Regions from separate parts of the Mus musculus genome. Here all the other regions are linked to region 1. Evidence: chromatin contacts called from public Hi-C, HiChIP or PLAC-seq and promoter capture Hi-C data. All regions are on one chromosome and are shown on one strand. The core of a region is the stretch at or near the end of the contact, and the rest is flanking DNA. Distances in the headings are between cores, read along the strand shown. Region 1 holds the start of Usf1 (upstream transcription factor 1). Region 2 holds the start of Copa (coatomer protein complex subunit alpha). Region 3 holds the start of Vangl2 (VANGL planar cell polarity 2). Region 4 holds the start of Igsf8 (immunoglobulin superfamily, member 8). Region 5 holds the start of Dusp12 (dual specificity phosphatase 12). Region 6 holds the start of Kcnj10 (potassium inwardly-rectifying channel, subfamily J, member 10).

Region 1 (3,651 bases), core at 619-3,118:
CCCACCCACACACTCCCTCACACACTCCCTGATTCTTCTTCCAGCTTCTCCAACACAAACTGTACGAAAAGAAATCTGAAGCTGGGAGGTGGTGATGCCAGCCTTTGATCCCAGCACTAAGAAGGCAGAGGCAGGCAGATCTCTGAGTTCAATGCCAGCTTGGTCTACAGAGTGAGTTCCAGGACAGCCAAGGTTATGTATAGAGAGGTCCTGTTTCAAAATCAAATAAGAATAACAAAAAACAAATTCCAGTCCTCAAATCTAAGAAGAGGAAAACTGAAACCTTTTTTGCTATTGGGAAACCATCACTAAGCATAAAACCCAGGTTTGGCTCTTGGATACTACTCCGCTGTCGGGGCTCTTGTTTTGAGAGAGTCCAGATTTACAGCATCTGTTACAAACACCAGTGCCCAAGTGCATCATGTTCAAGGCTTCTTTATTTTATCCAGCAAGGCTTCCTGTAGAGCAACATAGTTGCTAAAATGTTGCCATGACAACTCCAAATCAACTAAGCCTCAGGAGGAGGGGGGGAAAGAAAACCTCCAGGCTCAGGGTTCTGCAGGAGAAAAGACAAAGGGGGAGGAATCCATCTACAATGTTCCTGCCTTAGGACTTTTGACAACCAGCCAGAGAACGGGAAAAAACAAAGAACTGTACAGACAGATGCCACCAGAAAGAAACAGCTGCATAGGACAAAGCAATAAAATAATCTCAACAAGAAAGGACAAGATTTTTTTTAAACACTCTACCCGCAAGATCTTCCAAACCTTTCTAATCAAAGAAAAACCTTAGTTTAGCGGATAATGCGCCTCGGAAAGACCGTGTGCAAAGAAGAACGTTAACAACAATAACAAAAGGGAACTGAAAGTGAAACTGTCCGTAGAAAGTAAGGCTGCAAAGGGAGGCAGCGTCCGGATGTACGGACCACCTAGGGGGTCTCCATCCTCAAACAGGAGGAAGAGCTCCTCCTGAAGCTCCTGGCACGGCCTGCAGGAGGAGGCTATGAAAGAGACTGCAAGGCGCACGAGACAACCGTATAGCCAACAGCTGTCAGCGCAACTTCTGAGGCTACCCAGAAACGGCGGTAGGCTCCTTACTCAAACCTTGGTTGTATATCCGGAAGCATCCTGAGCATTAATAATACGTGATACGGAAATCAGCCTAGGATTTTGTGGTTTTGCATGCTCAAAAGGAGAGCCCAGCAAACGTCCTCACCAAGCACAGACGCAAAGGCAGAAATTTAAAAAACAAAACACCCCCCACCACCACCCACACACAAAAACCAGATCAAGTTCCCAAAGACTTCAAGCGCCCGGACCTTGCCCGAGAACGACGCGTCTCCCTGCAGGCCCACCGACTAGTAGTAGGCGCTTGGGGACCTGAGTACCCGGCAGGCGCGAGCCCCGCAGCCCGCGCGGTGACCCCGCCGGTCCCAGCCCAGCTCGCCTGCGCCCCAGCTGCTCCGCGGAGGAGAGACGGGGAAAGGACGCCGGGGACCTTCCCGGGCCTGCGGCTCGAAGCTGGATACCCACCGCAGGCGGCTGGGACGTGTGCACACCGGGGCGGGGAGCGAGCTCGGCCCACAAAGCAGGAGAGAAAGAGCCGGGCACGGCCCCCTCCCCCAAAACAAAGGCTCCGTGCCCAGGCGTGGCCTGGCCTGGGAAACGCCAGCCAAAGCAAAGGTGCCCCGCCATGCCGATCCACCGGCGTCCGGACTCCGGCCGGCTCCGACGCACTCACCGGGCCAGGCCGCTTCAGTCGCCGATTTCCCCCGGCAGCCTTCTCCGTCTTTGGATCTAGGTCTCTCCATAGACAGCTGCTCATGCGCAGTCCCAGCCTGCGGCCATGTTGGTGAGGGGCGGAAGTGTGCCCTCGACCCGCCCAGCCGACGGACGGCCCCCCGAGCTGCCACACTTCCGCTCGCTTCAAATCTGATGCCCGCTAGAGCGGATGTGGGTACGTGAGTGGTCGCAGGCTCTGAAGGGAAACAGACGGTATCCTTGGGGACCTCGCTAGAGGCCTTTGTTTTCAGTAAGAACCAGGAAAAAAAAAACCCGACTAAATTGTACTTCCATCCTTGTGGTAGGCGGAGCCCTTTTACTTCCAGTAAAAGGAAGTAGAGGGTGGAACGGCAATCTTAGGCGCCATCTTTCATAAGGGCAATGTGGGACGCCATCTTGGATCAGGGCATCACTTTGAGGGGGTTCCAAGTGGACTTTGGGACATTTCTGAGTGTACGTGGATCTGGGTATATACCTTTGTATTAACGTCAGCAATACTCCAAAGACCTCATAGCTTTTCCTCAGGCTCTTAAATACGTGTGGGGACGAGTTTGATTACCATTTTCTTCATTCTGGGTGTACCCAGAGTGATTTTGGAATAGTGAAGTATAATAGCAATAGCTAGAATTCAGATTCTGAAGCCATTCAGACTCTGAACTGACACTTTTTTTTTTTTTTTTTTTTTTTTGCGATAGGGTATTTCTATGTAGTCCTACATAAACTATGCTGGACTCGAATACACATAGATCTCTCCACTCCCAAGTGCTAGGATTAAAGACAGCCACCACACCTAGAAACTAACACTTCTTAACTCTGAGGTTTTTGATGGGCATTTTTACTTAACTACAGCTCAATTTCTTTGTAAAACGGAAATACCAATACCAACTTCACATCAAGTGGATTAAATAAATTCAAGAGCAAAGTTTTTATGCACACAAATCTGGCCCAATTCCTGGCATTAGATGAACATTATGTAAATACAGGTTTCTCTTCCTCATTTCTTGACCACCATGAACCCAGTTCTACTTTCTAGCTACAGTTTCCCATGACAACTGAGGAAGAATATCTAAATAAGAAAAAACAAGATATATACATTTTGGCAACTTTGGAATGTGATACCATTCACCCAAAACTTTAATAAGACAAAGTACATACACTGTTTAAATGTTAAAAAAAAAATTCAGCTTTTATTATCAAATACCCACCATTGCTAAATGGTGGCCTGTAGCCCCAGCCTGTGCAGAGACAGTGCTAGAGCCAAATTGAGTGACATTCCCTCTACTTTTCTTTTCCTTTTTCTTTTCTTTCTTTATTTATTTTATGTATATGAATGAGTACACCATTGCTCTCTTCAGACTCACCCGTAGAAGGCATCAAATTCCGTTACAGATGGTTGTGAGCCATCATGTGATTGCTAGGAATTGAACTCAGGACCTCTGGAAGAACAGTAGGTGCTCTTAACCTCTGAGCTATCTCTTCAGCCCAACATTCCCTTTTCCTAAAATGGGAGGACCTCTTCTGCAAAATAATTGAAGGTAGAGGATGCCACCCATTTCCTTCAGCAAACACTGAGGACTTTAAAGAGCTTCTTGGATGTTTCTCCTACTCTGAAACTAAAGAGGGTCAGAAGACAGCCAAAAATCTAGGAACAAATCAGGGGTGAGCTATTCTATATCTGGTCCTATATCTCCCACATCTACAGTAGGCTTCTGTGAAGAGATATTCACAGCTCAGAATAGGGCAAAAGTTTGGCTGAAATTCCCCCACTGTATTTAAATTTAAGAAAAAAAAAAGCTTTTACCTACCCTATGTTTTTGTTAACTCCCTGGAAACAAGATTGTTCTATGTTTCTTAAGACTCTGCTAAGACA
Region 2 (3,582 bases), core at 408-2,907, 670 kb before region 1:
CCAACTCTTCAGCCCTAGAACCTTTTTTTTTAGAATAGGATCTCAGTGTGTCTCAGTGTAGCTTTGATTGGCCTGCCGCTCGATACGTTGACCAGGCTAGCCTCCAACTCACAGAGATCCACCTGCATCTGGCTCCTGAGTGCTGCAATTAAAGCCACCATGACTGGCACCACACATGATAATTCTTTTCTCTTCTTCTTTTTTTGCCATTTCGAGATAAGGTCTCTCTATGTAACCCTGGTGGTACTAAGAATTCTTACTGGCACCCTTTATAATCAAATTTCCCATGACACTTAGAAACTGCCCAGAATATAGCCTCCATTAAAGAACCTCCAGTTTCTGAATTACTAAGTCTTGCCAGGCACTATTATAAACACAGTTAATGTACTTTCTCATTTTAATTCTCTTTATAAGAAAGTGTTAACTATCCTTATTTTTAAAGATAAGAATATAGAGATTTAGAGATAGTAAGGAGACACCTTAAGGCGGCTTGTTAGTAGACGTTTCAGAATTCCTAAGCAAGTCTGACTGACTCCAATAAACAAATTCTGAACCACTTCACTATAATGCATATCATGAAATAGTCCAGATATATTTTTTATCAGATTTCCATAGACTTAATTTTTCTAATATCGACATTTTCAAAGAGTGTGATCTCAGGCCTTTGTCTTTCAAGACTTATCACCAAAAATTTAGCTGTTTACCTGGTATTCAAATCTAACACAAAGCATCTGTATTTCACCGGACAATCTTACCCAGGCTCGGGACCTGGTGGGGCAGTAGGCCTCCATTCTCTCACTCCAAATAGGCCAAAAATAAATAAATAAATAAATAGTCCAGCGGAAGCACTGGACATGGAAATGGAGCAGACGGGCTACTGGAGTAGCCAGTGACAGAAGCTGAGACTCAAACCCCAGAAACACTCCATACAACCTGGTTATCAGAAAGCATCCAAGTCATAAGGCCTTAAGAACAGAAAGGGCTGGCACACCCCCCCAGAAGAGGTGGCTGGAAGGAGTAGGGAGCCGGCCTAAGGTTAACGAGCCACGACACGATAAGTTCCAGGACATACGAAGCAGCACGGACTGCAGACTACTCCACTAACCCTAAGCCGCTCCCTCGGTTATTCCTCCGGGTTCTTCCAGGAGGCCCGACGCGGTCAGCGAGTCCTGCCTTAGTGACAGCACCACTACCCCCAACACCCAACCTCCGCTGTTCCCGTTTCTTCTCCACTACCTTTGACCCGCGCGCTCTTCGTCTCGAATTTGGTTAGCATCCTTCAGGCCTCGGGCTCCTAGGTCAGGTTAGCGGGTCCCGCCGCTCCCGGTGGCACTCCCAAGGCTTCCACGTCAGCTACTCCCGGGTCGCGGCTCCCGGAAGCTCCTCGGACAAGGACTTCCGGTCTCTGGAGCGCTGGGCCACAGAGACGATGCTAGCGGAAGCCTAGAGAGGCCGCTACGAGTCTGGAAGGGACCTGAGGCTTCCGCCCAGCGGAGAGGCAAGATGGCTACGACTAGGGGCGGCTCTGGGCCTGACCCAGGAAGTCGGGGTCTTCTTCTTCTGTCTTTTTCCGTGGTACTGGCAGGTGAGGTCACCCCACCCCGGAGCTCTGGTCTTTAAGAGGAGCCGTCCGGAACGGCCCATCGCTAGTGCAGGCAATGCCCTTCTGGTTCCGATTGCCCCTCTGTCCCCCGCCCTGGAAATCCTTCTTGTCTTTCGTTCCCATGACATAAGTTCCTCCTTTGCCTGGACCTGCATTTCCTTAGTTCTCTCCAGCCCTTTTCTGGGTTTCCAGCCTGATTCTCTTCAACCTTTCTCGCATGCCTCGTTCTCTGTTTAAAGCCCAGCCACCCCATCAGCCATCAAAAGGGACAGGTGTGAAAAGCTCAGCCCCCTTCCTCCGGTTTAGTATGTTTGAGATCAAAACAGTCTCGTTTCGTGGTCTTTGTGCGACGTTGAAAAAATGAGAGCCCCCGTTTCCTCCTGTTGGTTCTAGCCTAAATTTGTGTTCCTTGTTTTCTTAGCTTACTAAAGTGAGGCTAACGTTAGCTTAGCTGCTTTAAACTGTTAAGAGGGAAGTAATGATTCAAGGAATCTTAGACGTTTAATGTATATGAATATTTTCTTTTTTTCCAATCTAATGTCTATTTAGTGATCTTTAAATTATGAAGTACAATCAGTAACACACCTGTAATTATTTATAGTGTGTTCAACTAAGAGTTAAGCAAAGATATATATATATATCTTTCTAGGTAAGCCCTGAAATGCAGCCATTTCCTTGTATAGCCATGACTCCGTCTTTCTCAACATTCACATTGCTTTTGATTAGCTTCAAGGGAGGAACTGTAGCTGTCCCATACTCTAGGTGTGTGGGCAAATGGTCTGATATTTCATTAACTGACCAGGTGTGTGGCATAACGTTTCTTCTCCTAGGTCTGTTCAGATTCTTAGGTGGTTTTTGTTGTTAGTGCTTTTCTTTGTTTGGTTTTGGCAATCTATATTCTTAGACCAGAGCTCTTTTGATAACTAATTAGTAATGTACAGGCAAGCTAAAAGAAGCAGACTTGTTTAGCCCTGAAACTTGACGCCGGCACATCTGAAGTCAAAGACTTTTGACAATCACCTTTTAGCTTTATAATTAATCGATCATCATGGAGTCTAATAACTTTCTAAAATACACAGCTAGGTCCTCTTTACAATACTTATGTTCCAATAATGTGGCCAAGAAGTGAAAAGAATGATCATTAATCTTGTGTTAGACAGTATGATCGTGAATGCTTTACTGAAACCATGAATCGAGCTGATGATGATAGAGGCTAATACCAAATTATCTTTCACTTTTTCCTAATACTGTTTATCTTCTGATCAGGATTGTGTGGGGGAAACTCAGTGGAGAGGAAAATCTACATTCCCTTAAATAAAACAGCTCCTTGTGTCCGCCTGCTCAACGCCACTCATCAGATTGGCTGCCAGTGTAAGTTGGAATTGGAATTTGTATTTGTGGTCATTAATAATTCAGTTTGTATCCTGGATACTCAGAAATACTCATATCCTGCTTAGGAGTCTTGGCATTCAAATTACAGTGTATGTATAGAAGGTGATTATCATCTGTCAAACCAGGCAAGATAATTAATAAGAGCTGAAACTTAGTAAATGCTCTTTTAAAGTGTGCATTTTATTTTTGCCTCTGCAACAATCCTTGTTATTAACACTGTACAAATGATGAAACTAAAACTTGAGAAAAATGGATTAACTTTCCCAGCAGGATCATGCTAGTAAGAAATCAAACTAGGATCTTGTCTTTGTCAGGGTTTCTATTCCTGGACAAAACATCATGACCAAGAAGCAAGTTGGGGAGGAAAGGGTTTATTCAGCTTACACTTTCCACATTGCTGTTCATCACCAAAGGAAGTCAGGACTGGAACTCAAGCAGGTCAGGAAGCAGGAGCTGATGCAGAGGCAATGGAGGATTGTTACTTACTGGATTGCTTCCCCTGGCTTGCTCAGCCTGCTCTCTTATAGAACCCAAGACTGTCAGCGCAGAGATGGTCCCACCCACAAGGGGCCTTTCCCCCTTGATCA
Region 3 (3,784 bases), core at 1,178-3,677, 620 kb before region 1:
TGCAGATTTCCATTCATTCTCATGGCCATCTGGCCATCCCTGACAGGAGGGTTTTAAATTCTAAACTAGCCTTACTACCAGAAGAGATCTGGACTATGGAATGAAACAAATAAACCCCCAAAGTCCAATTTGTCCCCCTATGTATTCCTTCAGGTTCCTGGCCTCCCTAGTTTCCAACCTCCCTCTGACTCTGCAGGTTTTCCTCAAAGGGAAAATTGTGGTTAGATGCCACCTACCTGGGTGCTCTTCTTCTTCCTAAAGAATTAGGCTAAGTCCTTCAGATCCTGAATGCCTGACCCTTGTCTTTGGGTCTTGGCTTCACTACTCTCTGAGATTTGAAGATGTGTGAAATTCATTCTAAGGGCGAGAGTGGAGGCTTGTTCAGAGAGTTGTTGGATAGGAAGCACTAGAATGATTACATTTAATGTCAGACACCTGTTTAAGGCAGTACTCTCCTTGCAGATGTAACTTCTCAATTACATCTGGTTCTGGGAGGAGAGGAAGAACTGAGTGTATTCCCGTTTCACACTTAACAGACATCAATCCTGAAGTCTCCCGTACGTACGTTCGTGACATCTTGACTTACATCTCAAACTTCAGCTGGGGCCCGCTCTACAAAGTCATTTGTAATTCTGACGTCAGAAACTCATTTCCAATTCTTTGGGGCCTGTCTCCGGGTCTGGGAAACAAGCTGGCAGAATGTGAATATAATTTACACTAAACATAAAAGAGATCCTGCCCGCAACGTAATGTGGCAGTTCTAACACTGTCAAGTTATAGACTAGTGCTCAACACTGGAGGTGTGCTTTGGACAGGTAAGGGGACTCTGAGGTCTTTCTGTCTCCTTTTACTGTCTTCCACTGTTCTGCTCTTTCCTTGCATTCCTGGTGTGGTTACAGGACCCCCAGAGCAGTCCAGTGCCTGGCACATGACAGACGTAGGTGAAGGAAGGTCATTGTGTTTGCAGAGACTGTGGTACTTGAAACTATGACTGTATTTCATTCACGTCGTCTTAACGCTAAGTTCTTTGCTAATATGCGGGAACAGTGGCTGGAGAGAAACAAGGGTTTGGGCAGAGCTGAAGGGAAGCAGCGTTTGTTTAGCTTCTTCACCTTTGAACAGCCATATGCGGACAAAGACAATCTGTCCTCATTTGGGGACTGGTTCGAATGTATAACAGAGATGTGCCTGAGTTTTAGGGAAGACTCCATTAGAGAAAGGAACAGAGACTGGGAGTCGCCTTCTCTGGGATTTCTTAATCACAGGGTTGGGAGGGGCAGGTATCAGAATTGGAAGGTGGAGATGGTGGGGGTGTGGAAACGTGTTCGAAGATGCTTTTGAAGCGGCACTGTTCTAGGTAAGTGGCAGGTTACAAGGTAAATAGTACTAGCAGCAATGTAATAATGTAATAATACTTTTGCTTTCATTCACTCCGAGGGCAACCTGGCCTTCCCACAGCTACTTTATGGTGGGCTCGTCCCTGTTGGGTTCCTAGGCACTTTAGCAACTCTAACTGGTTTGTTTCTTAGTGTGCTCTGAACTGGAAATGCCCTAAATGTGCCAGATATTTTATTCTAGCCTACATTCCCTGGGTCCTACCTGCAAAGCTAAATTAGCCAAAAGTTTTGGAGTTCCGCATCCACCCGGGTTTTTTTTTTTTTTTCCTCTCTCTCTAGGCTTCCTGGGAGAAGGCCCCCCTCTCCTCTGGTGCCCCAAGTCGCGGGCCCTCGTCTTCTCCCCCTCCCCCTCTCCCCTAGGGCAGGATTCCCTTTGTAATTAATCCCAACACTCAAACCAGAGGGGAGGAAAACGTGTTAATGAGTGAGCGTCCCAGTCTGACTAGGCGGTCTTCGCTCACAGCTAGAACACCGAGTAATTAAATTATTTTTGGAAGAAGGAGGGGTATGGTGTCAGGGAAATACCGTATACATGGGAGAGGGGCCTGTCTCTTGTCACTAATTAATATCAGGGATGACCCTTTTCGCAGTTCTAGGCCGGAGGGGACCAATCTTCCCCACGTCTCAGATTCCACTGGAGTTTGTGAGACCAGGTTTGTGGTTCTAAAGAAGAGAATATGGCCAACATCAGGGCCTAGGGGAAAGGTTTTCAATCGGGGGTCGAAGAAGACAGCTCCAAGAGGGGCTGCGGGCTGGACCAAAGCCAAGAGCCGAGGCAGCTTCGAGCACACCTTCCTGGCCAGGTCTGGAAGCCAGGAGCGGATTCCCAGGATCCAGAGGGCGCAGGGCATGGCCAGGCGCAGGGCTGGGGGTGCCGCGACTCGGGGAAGAGCCGGGCCGCAGACAATGGACGCAGCAGCGGGAGGGGCGGCGGCTGCGGGAACAGCCGGGAGGCGGCACCTGGGAGCTCTCTCCCCGCCCCCTGCCCCCTTCTGGTCCCCTCCCCCTCTGGTCCCCTCCCCCTCCGCCGCCGGCTCCAGATCTGATTCCTGATCCCCGATTGCTTGGTTCTGGGTCCCGCCATGGGAGCCTGAGTGCCCTGCAGTCCCCTCCGGCCCCCTGCCCCCGGGGCCTCGAGGGGGAAACAGGCGAGTGGTCTGGGACGGAGCCGGGGTGAGCGACCTCAGGAGCCCCCCTCGTCAACCCCCATCGCCCGCGCTGCCGGTTCTGGAGCGCGGAGTTCGGAAAGACCGGGTGCGCTGCGGATACAAAGGCGCGGAGCGGAGTGGGGCGTGCGCCCAGTCCACCGGGCTGTTCGCAGTGGCGGGTGAGTGGCGGGCCGCGGGGGCGCGGGCAAAGTTTGCGGAAAAAAAAAAGGAAAGAAAGAAAGAAAGCAACAGAAAAAAGAAGGAAACCATGCAAAAGACCAGGGAGCGCCCGGCCCTGGAGAAAGCAGGATGGCTTCTGGGGGAAGGGGGGCTTGAGGCACCCCCTTCCGGTCTGTCCTCCACTGCACAGCGGAGTAACCCCAACTTTGGGGAGGGGAAGGGGCGTATGGGGAAGGGGCGGAGCCCAGGCCTTAAGAGCCGGGGACTTTCCTGGGCCGGGGGGCCCAGGGCGGGCGCCTGAACGATCCCAAGGGAACCCATTGAAGCCGGGGATTGGGTAGCGTGTGTTGGAGGTGGTGGGAGAGGCCGTGGAAGGATCGGAGGCTGGAGGTATTGGAAGCTGAAGGTATGTAGGGATGCATACACACCTTTGGAGTGTGGGGAGGAAGGGGCAGGTATGTGTTTAGGGGGTAGAGTGGATCCTTGAGAGATGGCCCCGCACAGCAGTGTGTGTGTGTAGCCCAAGGATGGGACTTGCGGCGATACTGGTGAATGTGTGTTGGGGTGTGTGTGGGGAACCAACGACATCATATTTGTCCCTTGTCCTATTTACTCATCGAAGGTCCTAAGCACTGCATTAGTGAGTTTTAAAGGGTTGGTTGGGGGATCAGTATGCATGATTCTTTGTTTTGTGTGTGTATGTGTGTGTGTGTGTGTGTGTGTGTGTGTGTGTGTGTGTGCATATACGCTTTGACGTACTGCGTGTTCCTGCAGGTGGGCCCTGGGTTTGGATGTGTAGATGTTTCTCTCTCTCTCTCTCTCTCTCTCTCTCTCTCTCTCTCTCTCTCTCTCTCTGTGTGTGTGTGAGAGAGAGAGAGAGAGAGAGAGAGCTGACCACACACATCTGCTGTGTATTTGGGTATGTATTTGTGTGTATACTCAAGGGAAGGGGTGTGTGTCTGTGTGTGTATGTGCTGAGAGAGGGGCTTATGGGAAAGAGATGGGCAGGTATTAGAGAAGGTGGGTTTATAAAAGCTGAATGGGTGGTAGGCATATATG
Region 4 (3,265 bases), core at 542-3,041, 900 kb before region 1:
TAATCAGGAGGATGGTTAAGGCAGCCAAGCTGACACCATCCTGGCTGCCCATGGGTAAACTCTGCTGAGAAGGTCCCCTCCCACCTTCCTGGCTCCACACAAGCTGATGCTTGGAGATCCCCATGGGAAAGTTGTCCCCACAGCCTCAGAACATAGGCTGCTACAAGGTTCTCAATGGCTGGGCTGCCTCCTTTCTAACAGCCAAAGGTCTGCTTTGGAGTCAGTTCTGAGTTCAAATCCACCCCCCACCCTCACTGGATACACAGTGGTATTTCACATCATCTGTGAAGTGAATGCCAGTGCTGGCTGCAGTGGGCTAAGATGACATTCAGCTCCTCTCCCGCCCCTGAATAACACTCACTCCTCCCAACCACCCCTGGGCTCATCCCTGCTCGGGTTAAGCCCAAAGGAAAAGAAGCAATCGCTAGGCAACCAAGCCCCACAGCTCCTTCAACTCCCTACATCACTCTGCCTCCCGCCTTGTTCCCAAAGGAGTTTTCATCCTGGCCCCAAGAAGCCCAAGGAACCATTCTGTACAACACTGCGCAGTTCTGGTATAAACCAGAGAAGGAGGTTGGGGTGCCCCACTATAGTATCTTCTCCATATGCATAACACACACACACACACACACACACACACACACACACACACACGTTCCTTTCAAGGGCTTCAGTCTCCTGGCAACTGCTCCATGCCATATCTTTCCCAGAACACCTCCTACAGGGAGCCCTCCAAGTCAGACCCCAAACATGGTAATGTTAGCAACCTCCACAGGCCTCAACACACACACACTCACACTCACACACACACACCAGACATGACGCAAGGTTGGCCCAGAAAACACACCATCATAAACACCCACCAGGACAGACACTGGGTGCTTAGAGATCCCAGGTTCAGTTTCCATGGAGCCTGGTTTCTCCTGAGGCAGGGATGTTGGGACCAACTGAGTCTGACAACCAGGCAAATATCTGGGAGCGTGGAAGAAGGGCAAAGAGGGAACTGGCCCAGGGTGGAGACACGTGAGGGAAGAAGCCTCAGATGGTGACATGTTATATTGGGAGGTGGGGGTGTTGGGGAGACTTTTTTCAGAGATCGTGGTCAGAATCAGCCCCTGGGCCTCCAGCCAACTCTAGGCAATTATGAAGACCGCCAGGCACTGCCCACGCAGAGCAAACACCCAAAACCAGGCCTTGAGCCGAGAGTGGGGCAGAAGGTTGTCACGGTATTTGGTAGCAACGACCCCAGACGCTGGGTGTAACCGATGAGAAGTGGTGCCTGCCTCCGGAGGCCCGATGGTGTCTCAGGGGATACCTCAGTAGGTCGCCCATATGCCCCAGCTAGGAACCTAGAGCGAGGACACCACCACCCTCCCCATAACTGATTGGGCAGACAGGCGCAAAAGGAAGCGAGACGCCGAGCCCAGAGACAGTGGAGGCACGTCTGTTGGAGAAGTAGGGATGCAACCAGCTCTGAAATGCTAGGAAGGTGGGCTGGTGGGCTGCACGGTGTTAGGCACCTACCCGGCCGGGACAGGGACGCGGCGACCACCACCTGGCTTACCAAGTATTAGCAGCAGCAGCAGGAGCGAACTCAGCGGCGTGGGGCTAGGGACGCCCATTCTGCGTAGGCGGCTCTGAGGAGACTCCTGGGGGCGGCGTGGGCTCTGGGGGGCCAGGGCCGCGGGGGGCGCATGCCCAGGTGGGGGGCAGAAAGCGGAGCAGTGAAGCGTGGGTGCGCAGAGCCCAGCCGAGCGGGAGCCGCCAACTCCCCGCCCTCCACCCTTCTTCCCCTCCTCCCGCCGCTCTTCCCGCCCTCCGCAGCTCGGGAGACCAGTCCCAGCCGCGCCCCGCTGCCCGGCCCCGCCCCCGCCTCGCCCCGCCCCAGGCCGTCGCCTGGGCCAGACTTCGACCCTGATGGTGGCTCCGCCTCTGGCCTCAGGCTGGGCGAACTGGCGGCACCTGGGCTCCTCTACCCCCATTTCCTCGCTCAGAGGGCACCCCGCCCTGCACCTGCCAGCCTTCCAGGGAGAATGGGGTGCTTGCAGGGCCTCTGGGGATGCATGATGGGGTGACTGTGGTTACGCACTCAGAATCCAATTGGGTGATGTGGGCCACTGAGTCTTGGCAGCAAACCCTGCTGATTTATGTAGGCATGGCCTGACCCACGGTTTCCTGGACGTGAAGCGGACCCAAAGGGGCTTCAGAGTCCTGGAAGATCGCTGGAAATCTGTTCTAATACCCGGTCAGAATGCAAAGCGAAAGGGAAGTGGGTTAGCGGTCCAGACTTCCTAGCTGGAAGATCCTTGTTCAGCTCAATGCTTTCAAGCTCACTTCCCCCCCCCCCCCCGCCACGTACGGAACAGAGATTGTAAACACTCGAGGAGTTACGGCGATTATTAGCTGAGATCATGCACATACGTTTCATGCACACGGTAACTATGGGGGTGTTTTGTTTTTGCGTTAAACTGCTTTCTACCAATTGGAGTCTCCAACGAGAGGACGTAACACACCTCTTTGCTGGGGAAGGTGGAGCTAGCCTGGAGGTAGGAAAAAGGAAGAGAAACCTCTTCCCAAAGCCATGTCTCCAACTGTGAAAAAGGCGGAGAGTAGGGTGGGGCCAGGATGGGAAGAAGGGGCGGCTCAGCCTGCAAAACCAGGGCGCGGAAGTGCCCATTAGGGGGAAGTGGCCTAGAACACGTCTAGATCTTCACCTCCATTCCCTACTTGTCCCCTTCACCCCTGCTCCCTCGCTTACTGCTTCCTATTGAGAAAACTGAGGCACAGACAGGAAAAGAGATCCGGGCCAGCGGTGACTTCCTCTTCTCAGAAGTCGTATTCGTGGGGCTGCCAGTGGAAGCCACATTCAGCAACCACAGAGAAACACTGATAGGGAATCTATAGGGAAGTCAGAACTCCAACCCTGGTCGCCCAAGACTGCCTAGCAAGAGGCTAAGGGACCTGCTCCTTGTCACCTGGATATATCCCAAGCCTGGTTTCTTCACACTGTTTCTCTAGAAGCCATGTTGAGCCATGTGAAAACTGCAAGCTACCGGGAGACTTTGGGAGAAAGCATTCTCCCTTTAGCTGGAGGTTGAGTGGATTGAATGACTTTCTGGTACCGGTTTGAAAGTCGGTCATCATCATCATCATCACCATCACCATCACAACATCATGATTATCATCATCATAGCCATTTATGGGATGGTTTCACAATAACACCGCCACCACCTGAAGATATCCTTTCTAAACTTTACAGGTTATT
Region 5 (3,650 bases), core at 240-2,739, 530 kb after region 1:
AAAACAATTAACCAAAGGTCATTAAAAGGCAACTAACAATTTATTGTAGGTGCTAGGACAGAAGATAAAATACCAACTGGGCTTATCTATACAAACCTTCACTTTATAACTTATGGATTTAAACCTTCAGTGAACCTGTGGAGCTGAGACAGGTGATCGATGTTTAGCTAGATAATCACTCCTAATGGATATGCATGTAAACATTCTCTGCTGTAAACTTCTATTTCAATTTATGATTTGATTTTTTGTGTGAACTTGTGATGAACTTGTAACATGTGATCATGTATTCTGGAAGACGTATAAGTACCAAGGACAAAGAGACACGAAAGAATCATAGAGAACTAAGATCAATGGAGAGCTAAGATCAATAGAGGAGACTTTTTTGCCTTTCCCCACTTAGACTAGATTCTTTTCCCTTTCCCCACTTAGAGAATTTTTCCCTTTACCCACTCAGGATCTTTCTGCTTTTCCCCTTAGATAGCTTTCATAGGAAACTTTTTACAACTTGGTAATAAACTCTATAATTATTTATCTAAGTGTCTTCTCTTCCTGAGACCGGACTAGCAGGCTGAAAGTTAGAGCCCAGCAGTTCCTGCTGAGATAGACATATCTATCTATCTCTCTTGTGGCTTGAAGAAGAGGTGCTAGTTGCCAGAAACTGTAGTTTCTGGCCTCAGAGGATCACAGAAGGCAGATCAGCTACAACAGCACGGTAACTTAGGCTTAGATAAGTAAACGCTTTATTATACAGCATCCCTAAATATCTCAACAAAGTCCTACCCTCCGCCTAAGCTCTTCCCTCTCTACCCCAAAAGCCTCAAGAAGAACATCCCACTCCAGAGCTGCCCCCATCTCTCCCTCTCCCTCCCTCCCTCACTTCTCTTTCTGCCGCCACCTCCCTCCCATCCCCCAATAAAATTCTTACACGTGGAACTGTTTGGGCCCAGTGTACTGTGTTCAGACTCGAGCCTCTATTTTAACACATCAGTTATCACAGCTAATATCCACATATAAGCTTATACATACCAGATTTGTCTTTCAGGGTCTGGGTTACCTCACTCAGAATGATTTTTTTTTCCCGAGTTTCATCCATTTATCTGCAAATTTTATTTTTTTTTTTTAAAATGGCTGAGTAATACCTTATTGTGTGAATGTACCACATTTTCTTTATTCAGTCTTCTGTTGTACATCTAGGTTGTTTCCAATTTCTGGCTATTATGAGGCATCAATAGGCAACATGGTTGGGCAAATGTCTCAAATGGTAGGAAGAGTGGCTTTGCTGGATCTTGAGATAGATTCCCATTTTCCTGAGGAACCTCCAAGCTGATTTCCATAGTGACTGTACAAGTTTGTGGTCCTACCAGCAACGGATGAATGGAGACTTTATTTTTCTGCCTTGGACTTTAGAAGGTTGGGTGGAAAAGCTGCTCTAAATGGAGCTTATTTAAGCACACAGCCCGAGCACGGCTCACATCACCTTCCCCAGAAGCAGTCATTTTCCCTATTGCCATGGTCCTCCCACGGCGCTGCTGAGCGGCTGGAGCTATTCCGACACAGGAGTCAGTCACTCTAGCCGGTGACTTGGTGGCGGGCAGCGGCTGCCTGGCTTCCTGGCTCTGCCATGTTGGAAGCGCAGGGTTCTAACCATGGCTGCGAGCGCCAGGCTCCGACTGCCAGTCCCGCCAGCTCGGCAGGGCACGCCGTGGAAGTGCGGCCCGGGCTGTATCTGGGTGGGGCAGCGGCAGTGGCGGAACCGGGCCATCTGAGGGAGGCGGGCATCACCGCCGTGCTGACGGTGGACTCTGAACCGGCTTTCCCGGCTGGGGCTGGGTTCGAAGGTCTCCGGAGCCTCTTCGTGCCGGCGCTGGACAAACCCGAGACCGACCTGCTCAGCCACCTGGATCGCTGCGTGGCCTTCATCGGCCAGGCTCGCTCCGAAGGCCGCGCGGTGTTGGTGCACTGGTGAGTGCCACGTGCAGGGGGGCGGTGCCTTGCACCGGGTCTCGCCTCTCTGCAGAGGCGCCCAAAAGTGGAGGTTCCAGGCTGTCAGAGCCAAGACCCTCGTTCCTCATCTTCCCTTGGGGTGTGTGGTTCCAATGAGGGTTCCAAAACCCGCCCTTGGTTAGTGTTTTGTTTGATTTCATCTTGCAGCAACTGTCTGTCTGTCTGTGCATCCATCTATCCGTCCATTCGTCCATCGTTCTATCTGCTTGTCTATATTTTGGGGGTTAGGTTAAAGTTTATCAGATTTGTAAGAGAAGTCAGACACTCAAGCCGGCGAATGTAATACAGGTCAGATGTATTGGGGTGAAAATACGTGATACTTCCTCGCCCTAAAGGCCACTGTGATTAACAAGGGAAAAACATGTGACTTTTTGTTTTTTGAGACTGGGTCTTACTGTATAGATCTGGCAGGCCTGGAACTCGCTATGTAGAGCAGGCTGGCTTCAAAAAGCACAGATGTCCACCTGCTTCTGTCCAGAGGGCTGCACACCTTGAGTGTGAAACCATGCTGGAGGATTTTTAATCAAAGTTATACGTGACGGGCAAGTTTAGAGAAACATTCACGGACCAAAGGAAAACTGTACTGACTGGTTTTGTGAGTCAACTTGATACAGGCTGGAGTTATCACAGAGAAAGGAGCTTCAGTTGGGGAAGTGCCTCCATGAGATCCAGCTGTGGGGCATTTTCTCAATTAGTGATCAAGGTCCCACCCACCTGGGCTGGTAGTCTTGGGTTCTATAAGAAAGCAAGCCAGGGAAAGCAAGCCAGTAAGGAACATCCCTCCATGGCCTCTGCATCAGCTCCTGCTTCCTGACCTGCTTGGGTTCCAGTCCCGACTTCCTTGGTGATGAACAGCAGCATGGAAGTGTAAGCTGAATAAACCCTTTCCTCCCCAACTTGCTTCTTGGTCATGATGTTTGTGCAGGAATAGAAACCCTGACTAAGACAAAAACGGTTCACATTCTTGGAATAATTAAGACTGGACAGTTGTATAGAAAAGTGATTGAGGCTGGGCGGTGGTGGCGCACGCCTTTAATCCCAGCACTGGGGAGGCAGAGGCAGAGGCAGGCGGACTTCTGAGTTCGAGGCCAGCCTGGTCTACAAAGTGAGTTCCAGGACAGCCAGGGCTATACAGAGAAACCCTGCCTCGGAAACAAAAACAAACCAAAAAACCAAAAATGAAATAAAATAAAAAATAAAGAAAGAAAAAAAAAAGAGGTTGGACAAGAGGAGTGTGACATAATGCTTAGCGAATGAGCCAGGAAAGTCAGCCTGACCTGTATTGAGCTGTTTCTTCTGGTGTATAGGCAAAGCCCTTTCTGGAATTATTGTCTTAGGATATATCAGACTAAATAGATCCGAGAATTGATTTGTCTTGCTAGCATGTTAGGCAAACATTCTGTTACTGTGGCGGCATAGCCCTAATCTTAAGAGAATGCCTTTGTGGCGGGTTCTTAGTAAGGTGGAGGAAAGTTAGAGTGATATTTTTCTCTCCATATTTTTGTTGTTTTTGTTTTTGAGATGGAAGGTTTGCTGTGTAGTCCAGACAGTCTCTTAAGCTTGCGGTCCTCCTGCATCTGCCTCCTAGTGCTGGTGTTATTACACATAAGCTACTTACGACTTCTGGAGTTTGTGCTTAGGATTGA
Region 6 (3,645 bases), core at 491-2,990, 930 kb before region 1:
TTCCTCCCTTGCCACCAACACTAAAGACCGGGAGGGTGGTGAAGGGGTTGGCACCGCCTGGGTCAAGCCTACTGCCTCTGCAGTCCAGCCCTGGACCCTCTCCCTGGCACAGTGCCTTCCCTGCCCCCTCTTCCCCTTTTCCTCCTCCCTGAAGAACCAGCTAGGAGCCAGGACACCTGGTTCCTTCTAGACTTGGTCCCCATACTCAGTCTACCCCCCCGGGGACCTGACAAACCCTGCACTTTGGCAGAGGCTAGAATCTCCATCATTCCAGGAACATATTCAAAACTCCTTGGAGATCAGGGAAAAGTGTTCAAGATGAAACTCGATTGAGCTCATGGTAACTGCCGGCTCATGGCGCCAGTCTCTCCATGCCCACTCTGTGCCTTCCATGTAACCCCAAACAGGAGGCTCCCAAGGCGTCTTTTACCATCTCCTGTCCTCTTGGACTACCTAAAGCCGCCTGTCCCATAGGGAGAAAAACATTTCAAACACCACAGCAAGGGCTCTCTGGCCAGAAACCTCTCATCAGAATTTGTATCGATACGCAACCTAAGCAGGCTTTAAGCTTTGCCTTCCCTTGGATCCAAATCTGTCTTTATTTCTGTGCACCCTCGCCTCTCTCCGTCAGCCTCAGTCTGCCCAGGGCACTTCAGTTACTGAAATGAAATCCCGAGATACCAGAAGTCCTACCCCTAAATTTTTTCTTTCCCAGGTTTGTCCTTCTGGCCATTCTGGGCCTCGGGTCTCCTCCCTAGAATCAGTTCCATCCTAACATGACTGCCCTTGGTCAGTCCCTGATGGGGCAAGACAGAGAGTGGGAGAGGGGATCCCTAAAGGATGAATTCATAGGCACTAATCTACCCTGCTCCAGAAGAAACATCTTCTTCTGAGATTGTCCTTGTGAGGCAATTTCAAGGATTGAGGGATGTCGGTAGGGAGGGGGTCTCAAAGTGGGAACCCAGAAGGAAATGAAGAGGGTCCCAGGCACATCAGGGTGACTGCGTCTTCTAATCTAGTGCTTGTCTTTCTCCCCATGTGTAAACAAACTGGTGCTCAGAAGACCGTCAATGAGTGTCACTGTGTGAATGTCACTGCAAGGGGGAAGGGCTGGAATCAGGAGTAACTTATCTCTACTGGGAGCAAGGGGCAGTGTCTCTATTCCTGTGTGGGTGGGTGCAGGCTTATGTGTGGTAATTAATTACTCTAGTAACCGGATGAGCCCCATGCAACTGCAGGTCTGCCAAGTGTCATGAGGAGGGGATATCATGGAAGCCCCTTTCTTAGATGGAAGACCCGAGGTGAATAACCTGAGTAAAGTACTCTTGATGAGGGGCCCTTCCCAGGAAAGTCCACTTGGAACTGCCAAGACTGAAGGAGGGAGACCCGGATTGTACTGATAGGGTACAACCAGCTTCCGTAGGGACCAAAGGGTTAGGGGGATCCGATGGATAAGTGGATAGGACCCAGCACTCCTTTATCAGGGCCAGAGTCTTACCTTGGCTCGAAGGTGAAGTGGCTGCTCTGATAAATCGCGGGGCAGCGGGACAGATGAACAGACGGGGCGGGCAGGAGCGGCGAGCGGAGCTGTGCGACAGGCAGGGCCAAGACTCTTAAACCCGGAGCTGGAATCAGATAAGGGTTTGTCCGGGGGCCGGGGCCGGGGTCGGGCCGGCCGGGGGCAGAGTTGGGCCGGGCCGGGCCGCCCCCTCCCTCTGCAGTGCCGAAGCCAAACTTTGTGTGAATGGAGGGGCCCGGCGGGGGTCGGGAGGGCGGAGGCAGAGGGGGGAGCTTGGAGCCGGCCAATGGCAGATCGGAGCGCCAGATCAGCGCCTGGGGATTGGAGAGATTTGGGCAAGGCAAGGGGCGGGGCTTAGGGGATAGGAAGCGCAAACCCAGACGGACTAGGGTGCAGAAACACTCGAAGAACAGAGACCCAGACAGAGTCCCGGAGAAAGAGAGATGAAGAGACGATACGCGTAGCGATAGAAGCCGAGCTGGCAAGATGACAGGGGGGAAGAGAAAGAAGAAAAGTGAGGCGGCCGTGTCAGAATGGAGGAACCAGGACGAGGGCCGCGGGGGCGGGACTGGGCCCCAGTTAATGAGGTGGAAATGAATTCAGGACGGGCTGCGACTGGGACCGAGACTGTGGCAGACTTGGCCTGGGTTCCTGGGGCTACAGGGCTCTGGCATCCTGTACAATTTCCAAGTTATTCGCTGTTCCCTGTGTAGAGAGTGCGGCGTGGGGTGCAAAAGAGGACCAAACATCATCTCCATCTGCAGCAACTTCTCCTGCAAGGAAAAATAAGCCGCAGTACGGTGCAAAGTGTGGGAGACATCCAAAGCTGTGGAAGAAGAAGGAAGGGTCACTATTTAGGGGGTTCCCCACAAATGTTCGAGGAAAGAGATAACGTCTACGTAGGTTCTAGGAATGCAGGAGGCCCAGGTCCAAGGAGATGGCAGAAAGAATACTGATGACAGAGGAACTGCCATTGTGAAGTCCTGTGGGAACACAGACACATCAGCTTAGGAAATAGCGTCAAACTCTTCCCATCCACTATGTACTCTCATTATCTGATCTGTTTTGAGTGATTTGTACCCTCTATCTGATGCATGGCATACACTAAAGAAGAAAATAAAGACGTCCCACTTTTATTCATAACAGACATTGAACTACATATCAATAGACTGCTTTACTTACTGTGTTAATATAAATTCAGGATTGAAAGCAGGGAAACTATATATATTTTAGTTTAGCTTAAAACTCTCAAAATGCATAAGATGAAGAATACATGTGCCTTTTGAAAAGGCCTCTTTGGGGCTGAGGGTGTTGTAGCTGAGAGGTAGAATGCTTGTCTTGGGTTCCATTCATCACCAGCACAGAAAGAAGAATGGGAGGGGGGAGGAGGGAGGGAGAAAGAGAGGGAGGGAGAGAAGAAGGGAGGAAGGAAAGGAAGGAAGGAAGGAAGGAAGGAAGGAAGGAAGGAAGGAAGGAAGGAAGGAAGGAAGGAAGGAAGGAAGGAAGGAAGAAGGAGAGAGGGAGAAAGGGAAAAACAGAGAAGTAGGCAAGGAACTACTTGAACAAGGAGAGGGCTGGCTAAAGGTTAGTTCTTAGAATCCAGGCTTGTTCAAGAAGGATGGAAGACCCAGACTAAATATATGATTGGTTGGTTGGCACATGAAGTATAGCCCGAAATGACTATCGGTAATGGAAAGCAACTGCAAGTTTTGGGGCAGTGAAGATTAAAAAAAAAAAATACAGAAAGAAGCTGGAGGGGATTAATATGGAAGTGAGCAAGATGGTTTGAGTGTGAGTGGAAACAGGAAGCAATTAGATTAGATTGGGAGCAATAGCAATAGTGTGGGCATGAAGAGACCTGGACCAGGGTACCAAAAACCAAAAGAAAAAAAAAAAAAACTCCAAAGGACCAACTTGGCCTGGTGAGCAAAGAGAAAGTCTTCGGCGATCACACTGGTTCCAGACCCTACAGCATACTAGGAGAACTAAGAGATCCCTGAACCTCTGGGAGCACCCAACCTGTTGAGGAAACAGGTAACAGAGGCAAAGATGGTAAATCAGGAGCCAAGAGGGGTGGGCAGAGGTCAGAGGGAAGAAAAGGTAGTCAATCAACTGTTGCTGCCAAA

What was found. Promoter capture Hi-C pulls out the DNA fragments that hold promoters and counts their contacts. Hi-C and Micro-C count contacts between places; a contact is called where the count stands out from the background. HiChIP or PLAC-seq counts read pairs in DNA pulled down with a chosen protein or histone mark.
Region 2: a Hi-C map of cerebral cortex shows a contact between it and region 1, with 4 times the contacts expected there. The contact joins the promoter of Copa here to the promoter of Usf1 in region 1. A contact is called at or near these places in 1 of 39 promoter capture datasets (hippocampal neurons), 1 of 484 Hi-C or Micro-C datasets (cerebral cortex), 3 of 115 datasets of contacts at active chromatin or transcription factors (embryonic limb bud, memory CD8 T cells and stem cell-derived neural progenitor cells) and 2 of 9 other capture datasets (liver and pancreatic islet).
Region 3: a promoter capture Hi-C map of pre-B cells shows a contact between it and region 1, with 2.4 times the contacts expected there. The contact joins the promoter of Vangl2 here to the promoter of Usf1 in region 1. A contact is called at or near these places in 2 of 39 promoter capture datasets (hippocampal neurons and pre-B cells), 1 of 484 Hi-C or Micro-C datasets (embryonic stem cells) and 2 of 115 datasets of contacts at active chromatin or transcription factors (embryonic forebrain and forebrain).
Region 4: a contact with region 1 is called in an H3K4me3 HiChIP or PLAC-seq map of pro-B cells, with 3 times the contacts expected there. The contact joins the promoter of Igsf8 here to the promoter of Usf1 in region 1. A contact is called at or near these places in 1 of 39 promoter capture datasets (pre-B cells), 2 of 484 Hi-C or Micro-C datasets (CD4 T cells and muscle stem cells) and 3 of 115 datasets of contacts at active chromatin or transcription factors (SST interneurons, pancreatic cancer cells and pro-B cells).
Region 5: a promoter capture Hi-C map of liver shows a contact between it and region 1, with 2.8 times the contacts expected there. The contact joins the promoter of Dusp12 here to the promoter of Usf1 in region 1. A contact is called at or near these places in 3 of 39 promoter capture datasets (the HPC-7 cell line and liver) and 1 of 9 other capture datasets (liver).
Region 6: an H3K27ac HiChIP or PLAC-seq map of large pre-B cells shows a contact between it and region 1, with 2.1 times the contacts expected there. The contact joins the promoter of Kcnj10 here to the promoter of Usf1 in region 1. A contact is called at or near these places in 1 of 39 promoter capture datasets (liver) and 1 of 115 datasets of contacts at active chromatin or transcription factors (large pre-B cells).

What each region holds. Positions count from the first base shown.
Region 1 is chr1:171,409,530-171,413,180 of GRCm38.p6, reverse strand. It overlaps Usf1 (upstream transcription factor 1), which reads right to left and starts at 1,868. Exons shown (of 10, transcript NM_001305676.1): 1 at 1,741-1,868. Arhgap30 (Rho GTPase activating protein 30) reads right to left here. Exons shown (of 12, transcript NM_001005508.2): 12 at 2,941-3,651.
Region 2 is chr1:172,080,604-172,084,185 of GRCm38.p6, reverse strand. Copa (coatomer protein complex subunit alpha) reads right to left here and starts at 1,657. Exons shown (of 33, transcript NM_009938.4): 1 at 1,237-1,657. The coding sequence starts at 1,276. It overlaps Ncstn (nicastrin), which reads left to right and starts at 1,437. Exons shown (of 17, transcript NM_021607.3): 1 at 1,437-1,585; 2 at 2,870-2,974. The coding sequence starts at 1,504.
Region 3 is chr1:172,025,938-172,029,721 of GRCm38.p6, reverse strand. Vangl2 (VANGL planar cell polarity 2) reads left to right here and starts at 2,427. Exons shown (of 8, transcript NM_033509.4): 1 at 2,427-2,724.
Region 4 is chr1:172,310,893-172,314,157 of GRCm38.p6, reverse strand. Igsf8 (immunoglobulin superfamily, member 8) reads right to left here and starts at 1,791. Exons shown (of 7, transcript NM_080419.2): 1 at 1,565-1,791. The coding sequence starts at 1,622.
Region 5 is chr1:170,883,379-170,887,028 of GRCm38.p6, reverse strand. Dusp12 (dual specificity phosphatase 12) reads left to right here and starts at 1,489. Exons shown (of 6, transcript NM_023173.2): 1 at 1,489-1,962. The coding sequence starts at 1,622.
Region 6 is chr1:172,339,305-172,342,949 of GRCm38.p6, reverse strand. It overlaps Kcnj10 (potassium inwardly-rectifying channel, subfamily J, member 10), which reads right to left and starts at 1,740. Exons shown (of 2, transcript NM_001039484.1): 1 at 1,499-1,740.